Regions from separate parts of the Sus scrofa genome. Here region 2 is linked to region 1. A link is a contact called in public Hi-C data. All regions are on one chromosome and are shown on one strand. Each heading gives the region's core, a stretch centred on a gene start, on an enhancer-like site or on the middle of the called end of the contact. The rest is flanking DNA. Distances are from core to core; before and after follow the strand shown. Region 1 holds the start of KCTD5 (BTB/POZ domain-containing protein KCTD5). Region 2 holds the start of ZNF598 (E3 ubiquitin-protein ligase ZNF598).

Region 1 (5,590 bases), core at 2,272-4,771:
GCTGGGACCCCACCCCGGCCTCAGCCAGGACGCAGCCGACCGGCCTGACTTAGCCCCACAGAACATAAGCTGCCATTTCACTCTAAGTAATCCCCCACTTCTCCTGCCGAGCGGCTTAAAAGATAGTCCCCCGCCCCTTTCACTCTCACTAATCCTGAAACACGAGCCGACACCAAGCCGAGCAGACGCCAAGCACATGGGGCGAGCAGCGCAGAGGGCTGCAGGGGACAGGGATGGGACAGAAGCACCTTGATGGCCCCGCTGCTCAGAGACCCGCCTGGGGCCACAGCCTCTGGCCCCTGAATTCAGGACAACCGCCTGTCAAGAGGGTAAAAGCTCCTGGAAACGCAGCTTTCTCCAGGCCTGGCCGAGCCCCGGAGACCGCAGCCCCCGCCCCCTTTAACCTGAGGGGTTTCCAGCCCCCAAGCAGTAGTATTTCCTGTTTGCCCTTAATGTCCAAAGCCTCTCCACACTGAAGCAGGCACGGATTCAGCTCTGAACACACGCTGCCCTGTCTTCAGCAACGCCCGGGGCCAGGCGCTGCAGATACAAAGAGACAGACGTGGCCCAGGTGTTTACCGAGCACTTCCGGGAAGCAGCCCGACACCTGGCTTGCCCCCCCCGGGGGGGGGTGCTGGGAGAGAGGAGCAACCCAGGATGGCCGAGGAACAGATGCCAAAGTGAATAATGCAGACGCAGCCCTGCCGGGGGAAGCACCCGGGAAGAAGTGAGAATTCACACTCTTCACACTCGGACTAGCCCTAACGAGGGGGTCAGGGCAGCAACGGGCCCAGAGTCAGGACTTGAGACGAGAGGGCAAGGGTCGAGAGGCTTGGGGCTTGGCGGCCAGTGGGTCCCAGGTGCAGCCCAGCTCTGCACCTCCGCCCCCAGCAACCTGTCTGCGGGCTCTTCAAGGAAGCGCTCCTTCAGATAAATGTCCTGGGACCACCTCTCCTACACGGCTGCACGGCTGAGCTCCCCAGCAGACATTCTGCCCGGCAAGAGCAAGCTGCAGCCACACTCCCAGGGAACTCCCAACCCGGCAGGTTGCCGAGAGACTCCAGGGCTTCCGTTTCTTGGAACTCCTCCCCCTCAGATCCAACCCAACCCCTCACCCAAGCACTCGGCTGCAAGCCCAGGTGCTCAACCCTGAGTCAAAGGCCCAGCAGAAAATCTTCCACCAGGCCCTCCAGCCCCAGCATACCTGCCAGGTATGCGTTCATTAACCTTAACTACGAGGTCAGGGCCTGGACATTTTCCTCCGTGAATCAACATCCTGTTTCTCTTCCAGTCGCTTAATTACTAGTGTCCCACCCGTCCAAACACCCCTTCCCCTCCTCCACCCTCGTCCAGATTCCTCACTCAGGGTTTAATTATCGACAAGTGAATCTCTGGGACATTCTCTCATCAGAAACGAAGGGGGTAAAACCTAAGAAGGGGTCCCTTACACATTCGCTCATGGGTTGATGACCATGACTAATGGGAATTAGCCTTACGCCTTCCGGAAAATGCGCATCTGTGGCTAAAGCTAAAAACTTATCTTCCAGCAACTATTCTGAGACAGATGCTGTATCTGCTGCACTACCTTCACATTGTGAAGTGTGATTTCATAATGTGTAAATCAAATGTAGTTAAGTGGATGATGATGAAAGGGAGCAACTATAATATCGATATATTCTGAGATTAACTAATTACTTGCCCCAAAGGACTCCTATACAGTACATGATAATTGTTTTTAAATAGTCTCGAGACAGTAAAATAAAGAGATGAATTGCCTGAACTGTGCAAACTCTGAATCCGTCTAGTGCATTGACAGCCAGTGCCTCAAAACAACCCCGTGAACAAGAGCAATGTAAAATCGGACTCCATATGCACAACTGGAAAACGCTCAAGTAGAAATGCAAGGGAATGACCACTAAGACCCACTGTTTAAAAAGAAAAACAGAACAGTAAAACATACAGCCACGCTATAAAAGGAAAATCACAGCTAACAAAAGCCTGTTTCTATCCTGGAGATGCCTGTCATTTTCTGGGAGGCCAGTTCTCCGAGAGCGGAGCTTGGTCAAACGATCAGTGGACACAGCTGAGGCTTGGGGGAGGTGCGGGTGGGCGGCAGGAGCGCTGGCATCTCAACCCTAGTTCTACCCAGGACTGGTGGTTCTGTGGTCACTCGAGGTCTCATTTCCCGATCCTAAGGTCAGGCCACTCTGAGGATGATCTCGGTCGGGCTTCTGGATCTGGACAAGGGATCACACTCTTTCTGGGAAGCCTATGCCTGGCAAATGCTGGGCTGGCAAGGCACAAGGCCAAGGGCAATTACGTAGGCCCAAGCCAAAGGCAGGAAAGTTAGGATAAGGCCTGTGAACCGCCTAGGATACGTACAGGGAATAACTCTTCTTCCAGCACAGCCTTTTTTTGAGTTTCGATGCCATACAGCTGCCGAGACAATTCTTTAAGTAATAATCGAAACAGCTTCTATTATCACCTGCACAACAGTCTGATGAAACACAAGCAGCAAACCAACCTAGAAACTCCTATCCTTTTGAGAGAGCAGCAGGAAAACTAGGTTAATGAGAAAGTAGATTGAAAAAGATTTCCTATCTGGCCCTTCCTTGACACCCCTGAGCCACGCCTCAATATGAGCCACATTCCCTTCGAAAATCACTCTATGGACGGCACTTTTTGAGACTGTTGTGTGGGTGCGTGTTGTGGCTGAAAACGATGGAGCGCCAACTCCCTAAATGCAAGTCACTGAGAAAGGCAGGCCACTAGTATCAAACCCCACGCTAACGTTAAGTAAAACGTCTGGAATGTGAGAAAATGAGGGGAACATGGGGATTCGGGATTCCAGAGCCAGTCAGTACACCGGGACGGAGAAGAGAAGGTGCTCCCGGCGGGGGCAAAAGAACCTAGGAGAGAAAAGAAAGTAGATCCCAGCAGAGTCCGGGGTCTGGGAAACCTCCTCCGCGGAAGAGCAGAGGAGGGCGAGACAGACACCCCGAGGGGGAGTGGCTGGGGCTCTCGGAGGGCGGTGGGAGCCAGGGCGCCATCCTGTTCATCCTCGGCCCAGGACAGGGAGTCGGGGGCTCCGGTCGGGCTGGTGAGCAGGGGGCAGCGAGACCCGGAGCCGGGGCGGTTCTCTCAGAGTGGGTCAGGGGGTGTGTGTGGGGCCGCCGACGGGGGCGGCCCGAATCCTCCTGGCTGGCCCGCGCGGCCCTCACCTTGTCCGAGTCCAGGTCGGGGTCGGCCTGGCACAAACGGTACAGGAAGGATTTCGGATCCCGGCACAGCGTCTGCCGAGTGGTGAGGAAGTAGGTGCCGCCGACGTTGAGCCGGACCCATTTGGACACGTTGCCGGGGCGCTGGGCCAAGGTGCCGAGCCCCGCGCTGCAGCGGCGGCACAGGCTGCCCCCCAGCCCCGCCCCGAGGCCGCCCGGGGCCGGCGGCAGCAGCTCGCAGTGACTCTCCGCCATGATCCCAGCAAGCCCGGCCACAGCTCCCCTCTGCCGGAAGCGTCCGGCCTTTAATACAGTCCTCCGGGCTCTGTCCCGCCCACGGGTCCGCCCTCGTAAGGCGCCCACCCCGGCGTCACGCGGGAGGCGGAAGTTCCGGTCCGGAAAAGCGGCCGGCCGTGCCCCCTTCCGGCCAAGTCCGGCGCGGCGTGGTCCGGCATCGCCCTTGTGGGCAGGCGGCGGTGGAGCCCGGCGTCGCGCTTGAGAGGGGCTGGCCGGTCTTCGCCGGGCGCGCGCTGTGCCCGAACACCCTGTTCCTGGCCCCGAATTCAGGTCGCCCTGCGACGCCCGACCCGCGCCCCGGCCAAAGAAAGCTACATCAGTGAGCGTCTACATTCTACATGCTTTTTTATTACAAGGCTACCGAGCATACGTGGAAAATTCATCATCCGGTAACTACACCTAAAGCACAAATATTTGAAAAAAAAGAATAAACAGATTCATTAAATTATGATATGATTAAATCATCGACCAAATAGAAAATTTATATAATAAAGCCAGAAAAAAAGTTGTAAAATATAGTTTACAATAATTATTCACATTCAAGGCTGTACATCAATACATACAACAACGTGGCCCGAACATGAATTCAACCCAAATAATTCATATATTAGATTTTAAATAACACAGACTGAACTAGAGGCCAACAATAGCCAGCAAATAACCTTATATAAGAATAAAAATACAAAAGTGTATATCCTAATATCATTGCATTATTTGTTTCCGTAAGTTTTTTTTTTTTTTAATATTTGCTTTGCCTGTACATCACAGTTACAGCTACAGACCAGGTAGAGAATATTACACATGTTCTGACTGCCACCAACCTGAAAGACAGCTAGCATACTACTGATTCATCCTATTTTGTGTTGTTAATAGCTACAGCAGCTCTAAATATTGCGAAACTTTGATTTTGTCAGTGTCCAATCAAACGTAGGATCATGGCAGAGGCTTTTCACCAGCAAAATGGCCCCTACTTATAGTCAGGCAGCCAGAAGGGTTAGACGAGGGTGGACCCCACAGCTAAAAAAGGTGCGCCTTTTGTAAAAAGTTCTCTGTACATAAAGTTTGGTCGTTCTTCATACTGAAGAAATGAGTTCTGGGTAAATTCTGGTACACATGAGGCCTGTTTAGTTGCCCACCATGGCTGTCTGAACTACAGGTAAAACTGCCCTTTGCCGGAAGAGCTTCCTCCCCAGACCAGTTCTCCACAGGCAGCCTAATTTACAACCCTGCACTCTTGGGCCAGCAGCCTGCACCCTCAGAGGCTCTGGGAGTGACACCTGCCCTGATTTAAGGCACTTGCCATGGAGTCTGCCTAAGGGGCAAGGGCCACACCCACCTGAGTCACCATCAGTTCATGTTAAGTTTGGATATGAAAAGAAACAGTATGGCAAACCGCATATATACAGCACTATCTCCAAGAATAGTACCTGCACACACTCTCCATGCTCTCCCAGTGGCTGCTGCCTCTGCCTCAGTCTGTGGACTGTCCCCGGGAGAAGGGAATTTGGGGTGTCAGAGGAAGGTAGGAGACCTAATTCCACACAATCCAGCCGGCGTCTCTGGCATAGTCAAGTGGCACTAAGCGTGGCACCTCGAAAAATCTCATGCATGTTTCCCCTCAGAATTGACAGACCCCAAACTAAACAGGAGAAAGGAAGAAAACCCAATTTGGGGGGTCTGGACTTTAAAGACAACTAGACGACCTGCAACACTGGGGCCGGGGCCGGGGGCGGGGGGACAGGGGAGGAAAACCCTTAAGTCCTTCTCAGCCGGGTCCATCATGTTCTACCATGAAGAGGCCTGGCCAGGGTGCTCTGCTGAGCCGCTGGGCCTTGGACGCTCCGAGTCCTACGATGGGAAGAACAAGGGGGCAAACACTCTTCTGTAAAATCCAATTGTCTACATGGTTTCTTCTTCAAGTAGAGCCTTTGCTCTTTGATTCCAAATGGCCTGATGTACTGAGTCTATAAGCTTAATTACAAATCATCCACTAAGTATGTGGCAAGGTCAGTTCAACACTTTTTATCTCTGCTGACTGTGCAGATGCAAATTCAGTACCATTGTGGACACAAAGT
Region 2 (5,590 bases), core at 1,804-4,303, 530 kb after region 1:
CTCCTGGGGCCCCTCGGCCTGGAGAGCTGCCTGGAGTGTGTGGTGGGCGGGCAGCCCAGCACGACGCCGGCTGCCAGGGTCCCCTAGTGCTGCCACCCCCTCCCTGTTAAGGGGCCCAGGGGACTGCAGCCCAGGCAGGGAGCTTCTGCACAGAGAATGTCATTGAGGTGAAAGCTGATCCATCACGGTCTGTGTGGTAACGCAGATTTCTGAGGCAGTTAGACAATAAGAGAACTACAATTAGCAGAATGGATAAATCTGAAAATGCAACATTGACCCAAGGGAAAAAAAAAAAGCTAGCTCTGCACAGGAGTGTCTGTTGTGGCACAGCTGAAAGGAATCTGACCAGGAAGCATGAGGTTGCGGGTTTTATCCCTGGCCTCGCTCAGTGGGTTAAGGATCCAGTGTTGCCGTGAGCTGTGGTGTAGGTCGCAAACATGGTTCAGATCCGGCATTGCTGTGGCTGTGGTGTAGGCCGGCAGCTGTAGCTCCAATGTGACCCCTAGCCTGATAACCTCCATATGTTGTGGATGCAGCCCTAAAAAGAAAGAAAAAAAAAAAAAAAAAAAAAGCTCTGCACAATGATACGTTCAATATCGGAAGTTTAAATACCAGTCAGCCCTCCGGGTTGTTGATGGCTGTGAGCCAGAGGCCATGAAAATGTCAGGCGCAGGTGAGGCATGAAGGCTGCACTGGGACAGAGGAGGGCAGCTGCCTGTCAAGTGGAGGGCTGCAGAAGCATGCGGGCGGCGTGCCCAGGGCTGGGTCGGAGGGCAAGCTTGGGAGAGCCTTGGGGTCCTTGGGGGCACCAGTTAGGGACATACAGGAGGAGGTGCTCTGTGCCCTGCTCAGCCCTGAGCCCAGGGCCCAGGGACAAAGGTCTCTGCCAGGCCTCCCCAACCAGGAATCTGGACCCTAAGGGTCCCCAAGAGTCACCTTTCTGGGGCTCGCCCTTCTTTTCATCCATGCACAGCCCCTCGGAGAAGCTGACTGATCCTAATCAAGGCTTCTGACTCTTTGCACATGTCCCCCCACACTGGACCAAGCCCTTGGTGGGGGGGGGTGGAACCCCGTCTGCTTCGTATGCATGGCCTCCATTCTAGGCACAGACCCTGGTTCCCGACAGGAACCCCATCCTAAGGACACTGTGAATGAGAAAATCTCTCCGTTTTGTCATTCTCAATATAACATAATCCAAGATCATAACAAGATCATAAATCCAATGCTGGCATAAGAGAAAAATTAAAGCCGACCCAGGTCTACCTTTCATACCCCTTCCTGCCCTTCATGGGCAGCTGCTTCTAACTCTTTCAGCTATTTCTCCTTATGTTTGCCTCCATATTTTGTTTTTGTTTGTTCTTTTTTGGCTGCCCTGAGGCATATGGAACTCCCCGGCTGGGGATCAGATCCGAGCCAGCTGCGAATGCAGCCTATGTGGCAGCTGTGGCAACACCAGATCCCTGACCCACTGTGCCGGACAGGGGATTGAACCTGCATCCCAGCACTGATGAGAGGCCACAGTGGGAACTCCTCCACATTTTTCAACTCACTCCACAATTTTAAGTCTTTCTCTAGCTGCTTCTCCCCTCCCCTCCTCTTTGAGCTCAGGGAAAAAGAGTCTTTGCTTCCCTTACTGTCCTTTTGCAGGGTTTTCTGAGGGTGAGATGGCACCTGCATACGGCCAATCCACCAGGCTAACTGGTTCAATGATCCCTGTTCTGCAAATGAGGAAGCTAAAGGGTCAATGAGCTGATCGATGTTGCCAGCAAATAAGTAGTAGACCTTGGGTTTGCAGCTCACGTCTGATTCTAAAGTCCAAGCTCACATCACTGTCACAACACACTGTCTCTTTTCTAGAAGCGTTCAGATCTGGACTGGCCTCTCTGAGCAGAAGGGACGTCTGAGCGTGCCTGGACCCCGAGGGTATCGAGGAGGCACCCCAAAAGCTGCATAGACCTGAAGCTCTGGAACTGACTACCATCCCCTCAGCAAACGTGCCCTGTACGTTGCTCCACATCAAGCCTCCCACCCTACTCAGCTGGGTGGGCCCAGCCATGAAGAGGACAAGTTCTCCACCTGCCTTTTGTAGCGGGACGGCATATGGAAGTTCCCAGGCTAGGGGTCTAATCAGCTGGGATGTTGCCAGAGCCACAGCAACGCCAGATCCTAGCCGCGTCTACGATCTACACCACAGCTCATGGCGATGTCAGATCCTTAACCCACTGAGCGAGGCCAGGGATCGAACCCGCAACCTCATGGGTCCTAGCTGGATTCGTTTCCACCGCGCCACGATGGGAACTCCTGAATTGCCTTTTCTGACGGGGACTGTCTTTGTGTCTGGGCGCATGCGTGTCCCAAATACGAGAGAAAGATCTGGGTTGGAGAGACATTTGGGTTCTTAATAAGGTTGCAATATTTAGCAAGTAAAAATACAACACTCCCAATGAAATTTGTTTCAGCTGAACAACGAACAACATTTTTTTTTTTTTTGTCTTTTTGTCTTTTGTTGTTGTTGTTGCTATTTCTTGGGCCGCTCCCGCGGCATATGGAGGTTCCCAGGCTAGGGGTTGAATCGGAGCTGCAGCCACCGGCCTACGCCAGAGCCACAGCAACTCAGGATCCGAGCCGCGTCTGCAACCTACACCACAGCTCACGGCAACGCCGGATCGTTAACCCACTGAGCAAAGGCAGGGACCGAACCCGCAACCTCATGGTTCCTAGTCGGATTCATTAACCACTGCGCCACGACGGGAACTCCCGAACAACATTTTAATATAAGTATGACCCATTGATATTTGGGACACACTTACACTAAAACATTCACTGCTCCGGGAGGGGAGGGTCCGAGCAAAGGGGAGCCCGATGCTTGTGGCCGGACGCCAGGGCTGCGGGCGACCTCCGAGCTGTCAGCTCCGGCTAGAGCGCCGGTGCGGGTAGCGCCGCTCTAGCCTGCACCTCGCTGATGCGGAAGTCGCGAGCGCACTTCCGCCGGGCGGGGCCGTTGCTGGGCGGGGCGGTGACGTCGCCCCGGAAGGGGTGGGCCCGCCGGGAGTCTGGCCGTGCCGCGCCGCGCCGGCCGGGAGGGGGCCGGATCCCGGACCATGGCGGCGGCGGCGGCGGGCCCCGAGGGGCGGCGCGCGGCGCTGGAGGCGGCGGCGGCGGCGGGCCCCGAGCGGGGTGGCGGGAGCTGCGTGCTGTGCTGCGGCGACCTGGAGGCCACTGCGCTGGGCCGCTGCGACCACCCGGTGTGCTACCGCTGCTCCACCAAGATGCGGGTGCTGTGCGAGCAACGCTACTGCGCCGTGTGCCGCGAGGAGCTGCGCCAGGTGGGCCGCGCCGGCAGGGCCGCGCGTCGGGGCACCGAGGCGGGCGCGGGGGCGCGACCGGGCGGGGCGGCGTGGCACCCGGCGGCCGGAAGGGGACTTTGCCTTTCTGATGTCCGGCTGCGGCCCTGGTGGCGCCGGCTTCCAAAAGAGAGGCCTGGCAGGGCCACCTGGGGCGGGGTACCGATCCTGGGGCCGACTGTGGGGGGTCTGGGGCTGGGGGGCAGGAGGTGGCCGAACTGGTTTGAAGAGGCAGATGTCCCTGGAGAGACAGAGCCTGGGGACTTCTCTTCCTGCGCTTCGGTAATTCCTGCCGGGCCACAGGAAGGGATGATCCAAGCAGACACGCCTCGACCTGCTCATCTTTGGGAGGTTATTCCTCAGGGGTCTCCGTTCCCATGGAGGCTACGGGGAAAGTGAGCACCTTCGGAGACAGTCTGTCTTGGAAGCAGAGGCTCCAACTGAGCATTTCCAGCCTAGCTGTGTCTCTGGGCCTCCTTGGGTGATGCTCAGGAGACTCCTCTGAGACTGGCGTTTTTCTTCTATTAAGTGACAGTTGCACTTAGACCGGCCCACCAGAAAGGAAAGCAGAACCACCGAGGTCTCCTCAGGGTACCTGGGGGGTGGGAGTAAAAGTGTGAGCAAGTGTTTCTCCTCTTTGCCAGTTCCAGCTGGTGGGGCTCTGCTCCAGAGTAGAGGGGAGGGAGTTTCTGACTGTCAAGACTTGGAAGCCCTGGGGAAGTGGGGGGCACCACGGAGCTCTGCTCCACAATGCCAGCTGCTAGCTGCTGGCTGCGAGTACCTAGCTGGAGCTCCTTGCTTCGCTGTGCTTTGAGATCTGTTTGCTTCCAGAGTTGTGAAATTCCCCTGGTTTCTTCATGGAAAGCTTGGGCTGGTGACATGTGCCAGGGAGTCTGACTTTCCTTTTCCTAGAAGTGATGCAGAAACGTGGTTTTTTCACTTTTGTTAACGAGACATTTATGGTCATGGAGCCAAGGAGATGCTGAAGGCCCACTGGGGGCCTATTCTTTGTGTTAGCCAAAAAAAGAAAGACCCTTGGAGATGCCGTCAGTCTACAGTCGGGTGGACAGAGACGGCCCCGGATCTGGGAGAGCTCTTGGTGCTGGAGCAGTCAGGGAAACCTTCGATCTGTGACTTAGTCAGAAGGCACGTCCCAGCTTCGCCAGAGCCTGCCTTGCTGGCCAGTCTTGGTGATGTGATGTAATCCTTGACCGGCCAGGTTTCCCAGCACCTGGAGGTTCCTTCCAGGCAGGCAGGCAGGCAGGCAGGCAGGCAGAGCAGAGTGCCAGGCCCTGGGCACTGCAGGTCTCACTCAGGAAGTGAGCACACATCTATACATGGCTACCATGGCTAGCATCTGGCCTCTCTCATTCCATGTGGGTCCCACGCCCTTCCAGTGCTCTCTGTGGCAAGGGGGCGTGGGCATGAGCTGGTGTTTGGCACCAGCTGTGGGGTGGTTTGGCATCAGGTGCCCTGGCTGAGCCTGGCCTTCCTCTTGGGCCTGCCCCGAACTGCTCGGCAGCCAGAGGGTGACCTGGGAAGTTTGGGGAGATGATGCTCTTCTCCATTCATCTTGCTTCCCTCCCACTCTTGAACTTGGAACTCCCCCATCCCCATCCCCCATCCCCCTTGTCCCTTGCAAAGTCCTACGCTGTCCTCTGAATACTTCCCGTGTCCTGTGTCCACTTGGGAATCCCACAGCAACCCCTGACCCCTGACTCGTCTTTGCCTCTGTTACGGGACTGAGTCTTTGTAAAAAAATGGGAGGAGAGCGAACCAAGATGCTTTTGGGACTGGCCAGCTCCCTTCTTGGTGTTTTTTTGTTTTTGTTTTAGTGCCACACCCACAGCATATGGAAGTTCCCAGGCTGGGGATTGAATCGGAGCTGCAGCTGCTGGCCTACACAACCACAGCAACTTGGGGTCTGAGCCTCGTCTGTGACCTACACCACAGCCCATGGCAACACCGGATCCTTAATCCACTGAGGGAGGCCAGGGATCAAACCTGCAACCTCATGGATACTAGTCAGGTTCTTTACTGCTGAGCCACAATGAGAACCACCAGCTCCCTTGTTAATTCCTCCAGCCTGACCTAGCGCCTCCCTGTGCCTGCCCAGGAGGCAGCGTTGCGCGTCCATCATCTAGGATCTAGGCCTGACCTGTGCCTCTGTCCTTGGATCCTTGATCCCCTCCTATAAGGGTGATCACCAGGGAGGCTGGGGCTTGGGCCATGCCGCTTGGATCCCT

Evidence for each region. A called contact is a pair of places that touch in the nucleus more often than the background predicts.
Region 2: a contact with region 1 is called in a Hi-C map of liver, with 8 times the contacts expected there. The contact joins the promoter of ZNF598 here to the promoter of KCTD5 in region 1. A contact is called at or near these places in 1 of 5 promoter capture datasets (liver) and 2 of 47 Hi-C or Micro-C datasets (both in liver).

What each region holds. Positions count from the first base shown.
Region 1 is chr3:39,426,087-39,431,676 of Sscrofa11.1, forward strand. It overlaps KCTD5 (BTB/POZ domain-containing protein KCTD5), which reads right to left and starts at 3,522. Exons shown (of 6, transcript XM_013987853.2): 1 at 3,222-3,522. The coding sequence starts at 3,473. PDPK1 (3-phosphoinositide-dependent protein kinase 1) reads right to left here. Exons shown (of 14, transcript XM_021086751.1): 14 at 3,842-5,590.
Region 2 is chr3:39,959,843-39,965,432 of Sscrofa11.1, forward strand. It overlaps ZNF598 (E3 ubiquitin-protein ligase ZNF598), which reads left to right and starts at 3,054. Exons shown (of 12, transcript XM_013987818.2): 1 at 3,054-3,326. The coding sequence starts at 3,102.